Regions from separate parts of the Danio rerio genome. Here region 1 is linked to region 2. The links are chromatin contacts, called in public Micro-C maps. All regions are on one chromosome and are shown on one strand. The core of a region is the stretch at or near the end of the contact, and the rest is flanking DNA. Distances in the headings are between cores, read along the strand shown.

Region 1 (5,786 bases), core at 1,733-4,232, 43 kb before region 2:
GTTCGAATCCCGGTTCGTGGACATTTCCTGATCCTACCCTCCTCTCTCTTTTCAATTCATTTCCTATCAAGCTACTGTCATGTCAAATAAAGGCAAAAATGCCAAAAATAAATCTAAAAAATCATCAATACTTCACATAAACAATCACATTAACCTTTAAAACATTCTTACATCCTGATTTGCTACTCATTTTCTGATAATTTTCAATGTTAAACATCATGATACATTTCTTTCAGGACTCTATAATAAATAGAGAGTTACAGTAACCGTATGGCATTCTTACTGAATAAAAGTAATTATTTTATACAAAATAAAATCACCAAAGCAAATACAGGTTTACAAGGCATGGAAATGATGAATCTCTCATTGTCATGAAACACACAACACTCCTTTTGATGAATGCAGCATTCGATGTTGCCGTCATCTAGCTTATATCCTTTTAGAGTTCCTAATGTGATGGTGTGAATGCAACCAGCAAATTGGTCAGGAAGATACAGTAATTAGTTCTCGAGGAACTTTCTGGTTTGAAAAACCTTACTATATTCATTTTAGTCACTGTTTTCCCACAGGAAAGATTGAATTTGATGACCTGTTCTTTGACAAAAGGCCTTACAGTCCTTTGGTGAGCTACAAGCAGAGTAAACTGGCCAACGTGCTTTTCTCCAGAGAACTTGCACGAAGGATGAAAGGTAGGATATAATACAGCTCTTGGTATAGTATACAAGATTGCTGTGTAAATATGCAAATCAATTAACAAATATTCTTTGTTTATGCTTTACGAAGTAGATAGTATTTTAGAATACAGTGTTATATTACAACATTTCTTATTACACTATGACCATGTTTAATCCAGATAGTTAACAGGTCTTATTCAGATAAACTTTTTGTATTCAGGACTCTGTGTTCCCTGATCTCAAGGGCTCCTCCTAGTGCTGATACGTATGATTTAAGGCATAGGTCTCAAACTCAGTTCCTGAAGGGCCATAGCTCTGCACAGAAACACAGCTGATCTATTAGTGTCTAGTAGTCTTGATCACCTTGAATGATTTAATCAGCTTTTTTTGATTAGGGTTGGAGCAAAACTTGAGCTGCGGTCCTCTAGGAAGCCAGTTTGAGACTATGATTTAAGGTGTCCTTGTAACAGTGTAATTATTCATTTCAGTACCGAGTGATGATTAAATAAATGTACTTACTATATGGTTAAGGTCAGGTTGAGGTTTAGGTGCATGTATTATGCATGCTTATTTTTAATTACTATTGTGTATTACTATGTACTAAGGACACCTTAAAGCACAGGTGTCAAACTCAGTTCCAAAAGGGCCGCAGCTCTGCACAGTTTAGTCCCAACCCTAATTAAACACACCTGATCTAACTGATTGAGTCCTTCAGGCTTGTTTGAAACCTACAAGTAAGTGTGTTGGAGCAGGGTTGGAACTAAACTGTGCAGGGCTTCGGCCCTCCAGGAATTGAGTTTGACACCCCTGCCTTAAAGCATTACCAGGTTTTTGTTTGTTTTTTACCAATTATGTCTAGGTATAAGTGCCCTTCAAAGATGCAGGACAGTTATTTCAGCCATTCAAATACAACTCCTGTATTTGAATGCGTGAATAGTGAGATTTTAAAAACAAACTAAAATAGAATGTTTGTGTTATTTTAAATCCTGTCCCACTGGATGCTTATATAGGCACAGGAGTCTCTTCGTACTGCCTGCATCCAGGAGTGATTCGAACGGACCTGAGTCGCCATATTCTGTCTTGGTTTCCAATGCTGAAAACTATACTATATCTGCCCTCCATGTTGCTGATGAAGACTCCCTGGCAGGGAGCACAAACCACGATCTACTGTGCTGTTACTGAGGGCTTAGAGAGCAAATCTGGTAGCTACTTCAGGTAATAGCAATACAAATTGGTTAATATATTGCTAAAACACTAGCAATGTGTCCATCCAACTATTTTTATGTGCATTTTGGAATATTGCATAAAAAATGTGCTTAATGGAAAGGCCACAACATGGATAAACTTTGAAAATGCGAATAAAAATGCTTTCAATGGGATTGGCAACATTGTAAAACATCTGAAATGTTGTTTTGGTCATTCTTAAATGCCTCTTTAAAGTCTGTCATCAAAGTGGTTTAGTGTTATTACCTGCCAAAAGTGTCTAGCACTGCATGTTCATTGTTTGTTTTTTTGTCTTCTTATGAGGCTCAAGTAATTTATTATATAAGAAAAAAGGCCCAGTGACTTCCACTACTGCAGTAGTTTCCATTTTAATATTGGCTTGAGAAAGCCAACATACTGTAAACTTACTGTTATCCCCTTTTCTGAGAAAAAAATGACCAACTCCTCTTCCTAGGGCTTTAATGCTATGACCATCAAACTTTGGCCAGACCTTTAAACTAGTCTGACTCGAGTTGCTATGTCATTTTGAACTAATCTGGCTTTTGGTTTTCAAGAAACTGAAACTTGAAAAAATCTCTTGGACTTAACATTGTACCAAATTTGACGCATCATAACTTTGAAAGAGAAATTCTCAGAAACATGTTGAATTTCCACAGTTGAAGAGGCTGCCAAGCTCTGTAAATCTACATATTAGACTGGGGTGTAAGTTTTACCTCTGGGGTGCAAGAGTGCTCCAAATTTGCCCATTGACTTACAATAGTGAAGACACTTCTGAGACTTTAAATCTCATTGACTTAACATTGGATCAAAAACCTTCGACACCCCTCTCCTCACCAACCACCACCTTGTTACCTTACCTTTCTCAAGCCAACATCAAAGTTTATCAACAAACATTAGGCTGTAGTTCTTTTTGATATTTGATTCCAGTTTTTAGGATGAGATGGTTTTGTTCTCTTTCACTTATTGAATGAAAAATATATTATCAAGTTTTTCCACACATTTTTGCATGGAGGCAGAGCTACTGGCCATACAAATAAAAGTGAAGCCAAAATATTTTGATCGCCCTCTGGTGGCTGAGTGCCATATAGGTCACAAACTCTTTATATAAACGAAAGGAATGTGTGCAAAACTAAAATAAAAAATGAATTAGTTCCACATCAAATAAGATTTTTCACGATTTCTGTATCTATTGTGCAGTGACTGTGCTGAAAAAGACCCTGCTCCAGAAGGAAAAGACGACTTGGTGGCTAGAAGGTTGTGGGAGGAAAGTGTTCGTCTGGTCGGACTAAACGACACGTTGAACTGAGGCGGGGCTCTTACAATTTTCAAGTGCTCCCTCTAGTGGTGATACCTGTGACTTAAAAATCTCTATCCGGCGACAGAGGACACATACAGGAAGTCATGCCAGAGGTTGTCACAGCGGTTTACGGGATTTGCTTCAAGAGATTCATATTTTACAGCACTAAGAGGATTTTTTATTCTTGGAAAAGAATAACGGAGCACCGTCATGTGCCTGTGTTTTTGAAAGAACTTGGTCACATTCTTATAATCTGTACGTAACACATTAAAAGTGCGCAGTTTTGGCGAAAAAGCAAGATTCAAGTGGCTTGTTTGTTTGCTATTCACTATCGGGTCATACTTATTATGAGAAACTCCATTCTCGGTAGTCATTCATTTTAGCTCAGATTACTCAAGTACTTGGGTTAAAAATACTCCAACATTAACCCAACTTTAGGTTGTTTAGCATCTTCCCAACTATGGGTAATTTTAACCCATTTGAGTTATTTTGATTAAATGTAATTGTTTTCCATTCTGGTATTACTATTGCTACTATTACTAGTACTAAACTGTTGAAATTCAATTTCTTTAACCCAACTGGTTAAGTTTTTAAACAAATAACCCAATACATGTTAAAAATAACCCAAAAGCACCACACATTTAACCCAGTTGGGTTATTAACAAACAACTCAATAAAAGTTAAAAATAACTTAACAAAGTACCAAATATTTTTTTAATGTAAGCACTGGGTTAAATAAATAATCCAGCAACATTCCTCTTCTTTAAAAGTGTATATTTTATAACTGATGTTTTATCCTTTAACCACTAGATGGCGTTAAACGTGTAATTTTTTTCACTTTTTGGGACGCTATTAATTTGTTCCTACCTAAATAACTCTACTGGTCTGCATCCTGCAGGTCAGCTGAAAACTAAAGGAAAATATGGAACGAACCGAAGCAGACCCTGGATCACATGATCACTCTGCAGTTGTAAGCTAAAGTACATCCACATCACAATTATGTAACAGGGACACTAAAATCAATATAAAATCATCCAACTTCTATTTTTACCTTCATTGACTTTTCCCCCACAATTATAAACATAGTTACAAAGTCACAATCAAAGATGTTCAAGTAACTTCATTATTTTGATGCTGTATAAATATGAATTTGATAAGAAATAATATAATTTCTCCATATATGGTCAGAATTATTGGGACTCCTGAATTATTAGTCCCCTGTATATTTTATTCTCCATTTGTTAAACATTCATTCATTTTCTTTTCAGCTCAGCCCCTTTATTAATCTGGGGTCGCCACAGCATAATGACCAGCCAACTTATATAATTAAATTATATAATAATATAAAATAATTTTATAATAACTAATTTCTAATAACTGATTTGTTTTATCTTTGCCATGATGGTAGTACATAATATTATACTGTATATTTTTCAAGATACTAGTGTTACCCCGCCAGTCCTACACCACCCAACCCACACCGAGCTGGGATGGAACCGGTGACCTTCCACATGGGAGCTGGTTGCTTTACCAAGGAGGCTAAAGATCTAGAGAACCTTTTTTTCAGAGGTCAGAGGAAGTTTACCTGCACAGCACTTCACTCACTGGCCTCTGCTACACTATAATTCAGTTTAGAGTGACATTTAAAGGCTTAACCAGGCGAGTTACACAAGTCATTGTACACACCTTATGCCGAGTTCAGACTGCATGATTTTCAAAGTAGTCGTGTCACAGATGTTTTCACACTGCTTGACTATTTGGGCTAGCGTTTTGTCGCTGCTTTGTTTGCACTGCAAGACGGATCGGCGACAGGGACATTCACATTGCATGACTTTACTATAGGAAGAATCGCCGACAATTTCGTCCAAACTACGTCTCACAGCCAAAAACACGTAGTATATCTTTTGTTATTAACTACATAATGAGAAAGAAACCTTTAATGAGGTAGAACATGTACATGTTTTCTCACCTGGGTTTAAATGGAATTATAGCCATTTCTCCTCAACATTGATAATAAACTAATTACTTTCTGTATGAAACGTCAAACAGACACGGTTGCTCCTGAGTCCTGTCAAACCTCCACTAGTTTTTCCTCCATTTCGTGGGTCCAAATAAACCGAAAAAGAGCGCTTTTAACTTCTTCCCCAGCCTCCCGCTGGCCTGCAGCAGGTATACACACACGCACACACACAAGTGAAAGCTGCTCTCTCATTGGCTGTAGGCCATCGCTGATGTTATTTTCAGTCAAAACTCAATTCACACGGCATGATTTGAATCGCAGACAGCTCCAGATATTTAGCACGCCAAATATCTCACAGGCATCGGCGACTCATCGGCGATTCTCTCAGATCGCGTCTTTGAAAGTTCATACTGTGTGATTGTTACTCACGTGCACGAGCACCGATTTGCCTGTGATTCCAGGCATTTGTCGGCGATTTCTCAAAACCTGTCGGCGAGGCAAAATCGGGGCTAAAATCATGCAGTCTGAACTAGGCATTACTAGTACTGAGTTGGACTCTCGAGTTTTGCTTTTAGAGCTGCCTTATCCTTCGTGGCATAGATTCAACAAGTTACTGGAAATATTCCTTAGA
Region 2 (5,930 bases), core at 2,353-4,852:
TTTAAATTTGGGTAGGCAAAATCCAGGCGGAAATCACAAAATAGCAGCAGAGTTTAACTGGTTAAAAAACTAATGAGTTAACTTAATTCCTTTATGTTGTCCCAACACAAATCGATTGAGTAAGTAGCAGTTCATGTGCACATTACATCTTTATATTGGCATCTGCGATTATATATAAACAGCATCAATCCAGGTATTGTCATGTAACCTAGTTATCTCTCTTGGCTTAATGACAAGAACATTATTTGAAGTAGTGAAGGAAACTATAAGAGCATATACAAGGTATAGGGGCATTTCATCAGCAAGCTTATCAACCCAGTATGCATTACTATTTATAAACTCTTAAGAAGGTCTGTGATGGGTTTAAGACGACAGGTGGACATGTTTGTGTTGCTGCTGGGTTACATCACTTTAACATAGTGTAACAATTCACACTGCCTGTTGTTGGAACCGCAAAATGTTCTTTTTAATATGCAGATAAAAAAAACATACAATTTACCAGCTAACATATGATATATTATATAGTAAAATTATAGTTCATATAACATTAAGAAATCTGTCATCATTTACTCACACACTTGCTCCAAATCTTTCTTTTTTTTAAACATTATTTTAAAGAATTGTGAGAAATGGTTGGTCATTGTGCTATACATATATTTTTCTTTTCAACTAAGCATGTCAATAGGTACCAGTTTCCAACATTCTTCAAAATATCTTCTTTTGTGTTCAACAGAAAAAAGAAACACATAAAGGTTTGGAGCCATTTGAGAAAATCAATGGTGAGTAAAATTTACATTTCTACTAGAACTCCCTTTAATAGATAAATAAAGAATATATAGTGGAAATAAATAATGCATGTATTATTATATAGTAAAACTAATATTATTAGGTAAAATAAATATTACATTTGTCAAAGTGGCTTTTTATATCCGACCTGATTATTAAAATCATCAGAACTGTCAATTGAAATCTAATGTACTAAAGTTGAATCAGATGTATTAAATGATATTCATGACTTTTAAAACTATTTAAACTTTAAACTTTAACTACTTACAAGGTTTGGAGCCATTTGTGAAAATCAATGCAGAGTAAAATTTCCATTTCTATATGAACTTCCTTTAAATGAACTTACCTGTTGTTTTATTCGCATATAAAAACTAAGTAATAAAAATAAAAAAGTATAAAATAAAAAAAACAATAAATTTAATTTACCCTATTGATGTAAGCGTGAATAAGGCCGTAATTGCTTATTTCATTACTTTATATCCAAAAGGCTTTAAAAAAACAAAATATATGCACATAAAACAAGTGAATGAATGTGTAATATAAATGATATTACACTGCAGTTAATTCATTTGGAGGCTACTTTTATCTGACCATTACAATGGCTGTCAAAACTATTGCAGTAAGTTGATTCAGTCAAATTAAATAGTCCTTCTTACTTAAAAACCAATAAACTAGTTGTTTTAAATTTTACAACAGTATGTGGTCTACACTACACATTAGATGCTAAATATACTGTTTGGAATCTATTTCACTGATTGACAATTTAAAAAGAAATAAAATATACATTTTGTTTCTATTTATAACCCACATTGTCTTGTCCATTTTCCCAATGTCGATTTATAACAAATCCAGCAGGAAAATATTGCGCCCTAATAAAATAATTAAATGAAATTTTGACATACTGATTAGTACTCAGTATAATACTTTATAAGTACATGTTATCACCACTATTTAATGCTAATATTGGTAGCACTGTATTTTACAGTCCTGTTCTGCATGTAGTTATGCGCTTACAGTAATTACAAATAACTAGGGATTAATCCTCAACCCACCCCTAAACCAACCCATGCAGTTACCTTACATAACCCAGTATACTCTCTACAGTGCATGTGCGCTTACTGAAAAATAAATTCAACAATTAAACCCACATATCGGACTACCCATATGAACAAATACCACAGTAATTTATAGGAAATACTATAGTTTTTGAGCCATACTATAGTAAATTACTTGAATTAATTTGTTGTGTTGATTGTATTGTTGTATACAGATATATTCATTCCTTCATTCATTTTCTTGTCTGCTTAGTACCTTTATTAATCTGGGGTCGCCACAGCGGAATGAACCACCAACTTTTTCAGCAAGTTTTAACGCAGCGGATGCCCTTCCAGCAGCAACCCATCTCTGGGAAACATCCACACACACACTCATACACTACGGACAATTTAGCCAACCCAATTCACCTGTACCGCATGCTTTTGGACTGTGGGGGAAACCGGAGCACCCGGAGGAAACACACGCGATCGCAGGGAGAACATGCAAACTCCAGACAGAAAGGCCAACTGAGCGTTGTATGTATACACACACATACAGTATAGTTTAGATGCAAAAACCTCTAAAAGCCATTTAATATTTTCTTCTAAATTTGCATTTTTTTTTTTACTCCTGTGTGTAGGCTCTGTAATTTAACCTTTATAGTGACGAATATATATATAAACACACACACATATTACATAGTGCTATATAACCCTATAATATAGCAATATAACCCAATACTGTAGTTTTATACAAAACATTGGCTTTTATCAACTGTTTTATCAACCATGGTTTAATCAACTGTAGTAAAAACTAAAGTAGGCCTATACAGTATTTTTTTTTTACTATTTATCAGTCTACTTTAATATACAGTATAATACACTTTACTCTATGGTTTGAAAAAACTACATCATTTAATATAAAATAAAGTATTTTTAGTGGTGGGCAAAGATTAATTGCGATTAGTCCAAAATCAAACTTTTTTTCCCCCTGCGTTTGTAGATATAACATGTATAAATACACTCAAATAATTACATTTGCTGCTTGCTCATAATAACTATTTAAAAAGAGCTGAAACAAAATAATTCTGGAGGTTCTTTTGGGGACAACTTAAATGTTTTATGTTAAATTTGTATGTATGTATGTGTGTGTGTGTGTGTGTGTGTGTCTGTCTGTCTGTCTGTCTGTCTGTCTGTCTGTCTGTCTGTCTGTCTGTCTGTCTGTCTGTCTATCTATCTATCTATCTATCTATCTATCTATATAATTATACAACAGTTCTGTCTGGTTCTTGAATATGATTGTCTGAAAGCCATGCAATATTCTGTAATTAACAGCACTAGTACAGCCTCGTCATCCTTCTGTATTACTACACACTATGGTTCACTCAACTGAAGTAAAAACTAAAATAGGCCTATACAGTATTTATTACAGTATTTTAAAGTATTTATTACAGTTTATCTATTTAATAATTTTCTCGGACATATGCATGCGTGTATTAATATGCTACATAAATAATGCATATACAGACACACGCATATAATAATAATTATTATGCAATGTTTGTATGTAATAATTATCATGTCTGTCATTAATAGCTAATAAACAAGTAAGCTTAAATGGCTGTAAAAAAAACTTCGCACATTCCCTTCAGTACAGCAAATCCCCCCTCTGTCTTTCCAGTGACATCATTGTGGTGTCCATAGGTGGAGCTGTGGAGGACAAAGAGAGGGACCACACATCCTCAAGTTCTCAGCTCACACAACTACAACCAGAACTCCACGCGTGACGGCAGAGGATCAACAACGCACGAGGATGCCACTAACACACACTCACCAGCACATTTCTGAGGTCTGTCCGAAATAACCAGCAAATGGTGACCGGCGCGGTGGACGCTGAACGGGAGTAAATTCACCGGAGGAGGCGTAAAGAAACAACCGGGGAGCGACTCTCATTTAACAAAGCGCTTTTCTTTGAGTGTGGCTTTTTCGGGTGTAGGATTTTCAGTGGATTCTTTTGTATCTGGATTGTTCGTGGAGGGAGAGAGCCGGGAAGCGGTGTTTCATTGAGCCATGAAGAAGAACAGTTCGTCAAAGCGGGTGAGAAAGACACCGAGTCCCCTCTATTGTCAGTGAGGAGCGCCGCGAGCCTTTGTGCACTAGTATATGAACCACTGCAGAGCATACATACTGCTTCACTATACTAAAACTATCTTTAGCAACGTTTTACAATTACATTTGCCAAAAAAAACGTAATTTTTTGTTGTAGTTGCAAATGTAAAAGTCGATATCCTCTCGCACTGTAATGTTAGTTGACTGAATAGCGGAAGAGCAATGCTGACGTTATTCTATTAAACTGAGCATGAGTTGTTAAACTACAGTTAATGTGTCAAATGGGAATAATGATAACACAATAATAGTATTAACAATAATAATAACCAAAATAAAATCTGGCCTACTTGTCTGCGTATTTTGAATTTAACAATATATAACTGTTAGTTATATAAACACTGGTTGTGTGTAGCAGCCTACTACTAGAATATAGATTTTACATTTGGGTTTTAAGTGTGCTGTTTATTATGTATAAAGCTCTGGTCAAAAGTTAAGAAGCATTAAGATTTGTTAGAAGCCTCTTCTGCTCACAAAAGCTGCATTTATGTAATCCAGAATGGCTCTTTAAGACTATTTCTGCAAGAGTTGGTTTTTAAAATATTTTACTTGAGTCTAAATTATATTAAGTTGCATTTTAAATGTATGGAAGATTTCACATAGATTTAATAAATTCATTTTTAACTGAACATGTCAGACTTTAAATGTTGCTAATATAGTTTTACATTGATTATATGTTAAATTCAGCTTATTTAATATATATATATATATATATATATATATATATATATATATATATATATATATAAATATATATATATATATATATATATATATATATATATATTTTTTTTTTTTTTTTATCATATATATATATATATATACTGTTAAAAAAATATACACACACACATACATACATATATATATTAATTGAACACATACATTCTAAAAACCAAAAAGAATTGAAAAACTTTAAAGAATTGAAAAAAATGTAAAAACTGGCCTATTTGTTTTTAAATATACAAATCTAAAATATAGTTATTCACTGGTTGTATTTAACAGCCTACCAAGTTAGTAAATATGGATATTAATTTGGATTATTTAGTATGCTGTTTATTATGTATAAATCGCTGGTCAAAACTTTGGAAGAATTACGATTTGTTAAAAGCATTTTCTGCTCACAAAAGGTGCAGTTATGTAATACAGAACTGCTGTTTACGATTATTTCTGACAAAGTTGGTTTTTAATATGTTTTACTTAGATTTAAAAGATATTAACTAGCATTTTAAATCTATGGAAAATTTCACTCAGATTTAATAAATTCATTTTTAATTACACATTTTAGCCTTTAAATGTTGCTAATATAGTTTTACATTGGTTATATGGTAAATGCAGCTTATTTACTGTATAATTTTGATCATATACGCTACTGGTCAAACATTTGGAAAAATTAAGGTTAGAAACAAGCTTAAATTTGAAACTGATCATAGTCAGGAACCAACTGAAGCTGTCATCTAGAGGACAATATTACAGTAATCTGTGTAAGAAAGGCATAATATAGATATTAATTTTAGGTTATTTAGTATGCTGTTTATTATGTATAAAGCTCTGGTCAAAAGTTAAGAAGCATTAAGATTTGTTAAAAGTCTCTTCTGCTCACAAAAGCTGCATTGATTTAATCCAGATTGGCTCTGTACGATTTTTTCTGAAAGAGTTGGTTTTTTAAAATATTTTACTTGGGTTTAAAATATATTATATGACATTTTAAATATATGGAAGATTTCACATAGATTTAATAAATACGTTTTTTCCTACACGTTTCAGACGTTTAATGTTGCTAATATAGGTTTACATTGGTTATACTGTATGTTAAACTCAGCTCATTTACTTGACTAAAGTGATCTTACTATACTGATCTTACTATATTCAGGAAACAACTGAAGCTGTCATCATCAGGGCAATATTACAGAGATCTGTGTAAGACAGGCATTTTGCTATAGTAAA

The links. A called contact is a pair of places that touch in the nucleus more often than the background predicts.
Region 1: a Micro-C map of caudal fin shows a contact between it and region 2, with 1.8 times the contacts expected there. The contact joins the enhancer-like site here to the promoter of plekho1b in region 2. A contact is called at or near these places in 2 of 18 Hi-C or Micro-C datasets (caudal fin and an unstated tissue).

What each region holds. Positions count from the first base shown.
Region 1 is chr16:42,512,862-42,518,647 of GRCz12tu, reverse strand. si:dkey-23o4.6 reads left to right here. Exons shown (of 8, transcript XR_012392433.1): 5 at 570-689; 6 at 1,685-1,889; 7 at 4,094-4,165; 8 at 4,634-5,786. Among named protein-coding and RNA genes, the nearest start is that of si:dkey-23o4.6, 7.5 kb to the left of the region's middle. Within about 2 kb of position 2,982, at least 15 of the 62 cell types and tissues checked have an H3K27ac peak or open chromatin away from gene starts, as enhancers often do. A contact at or near this core is called in caudal fin, where this site is marked.
Region 2 is chr16:42,470,803-42,476,732 of GRCz12tu, reverse strand. plekho1b (pleckstrin homology domain containing, family O member 1b) reads left to right here and starts at 3,602. Exons shown (of 6, transcript NM_001326535.1): 1 at 3,602-3,917. The coding sequence starts at 3,891.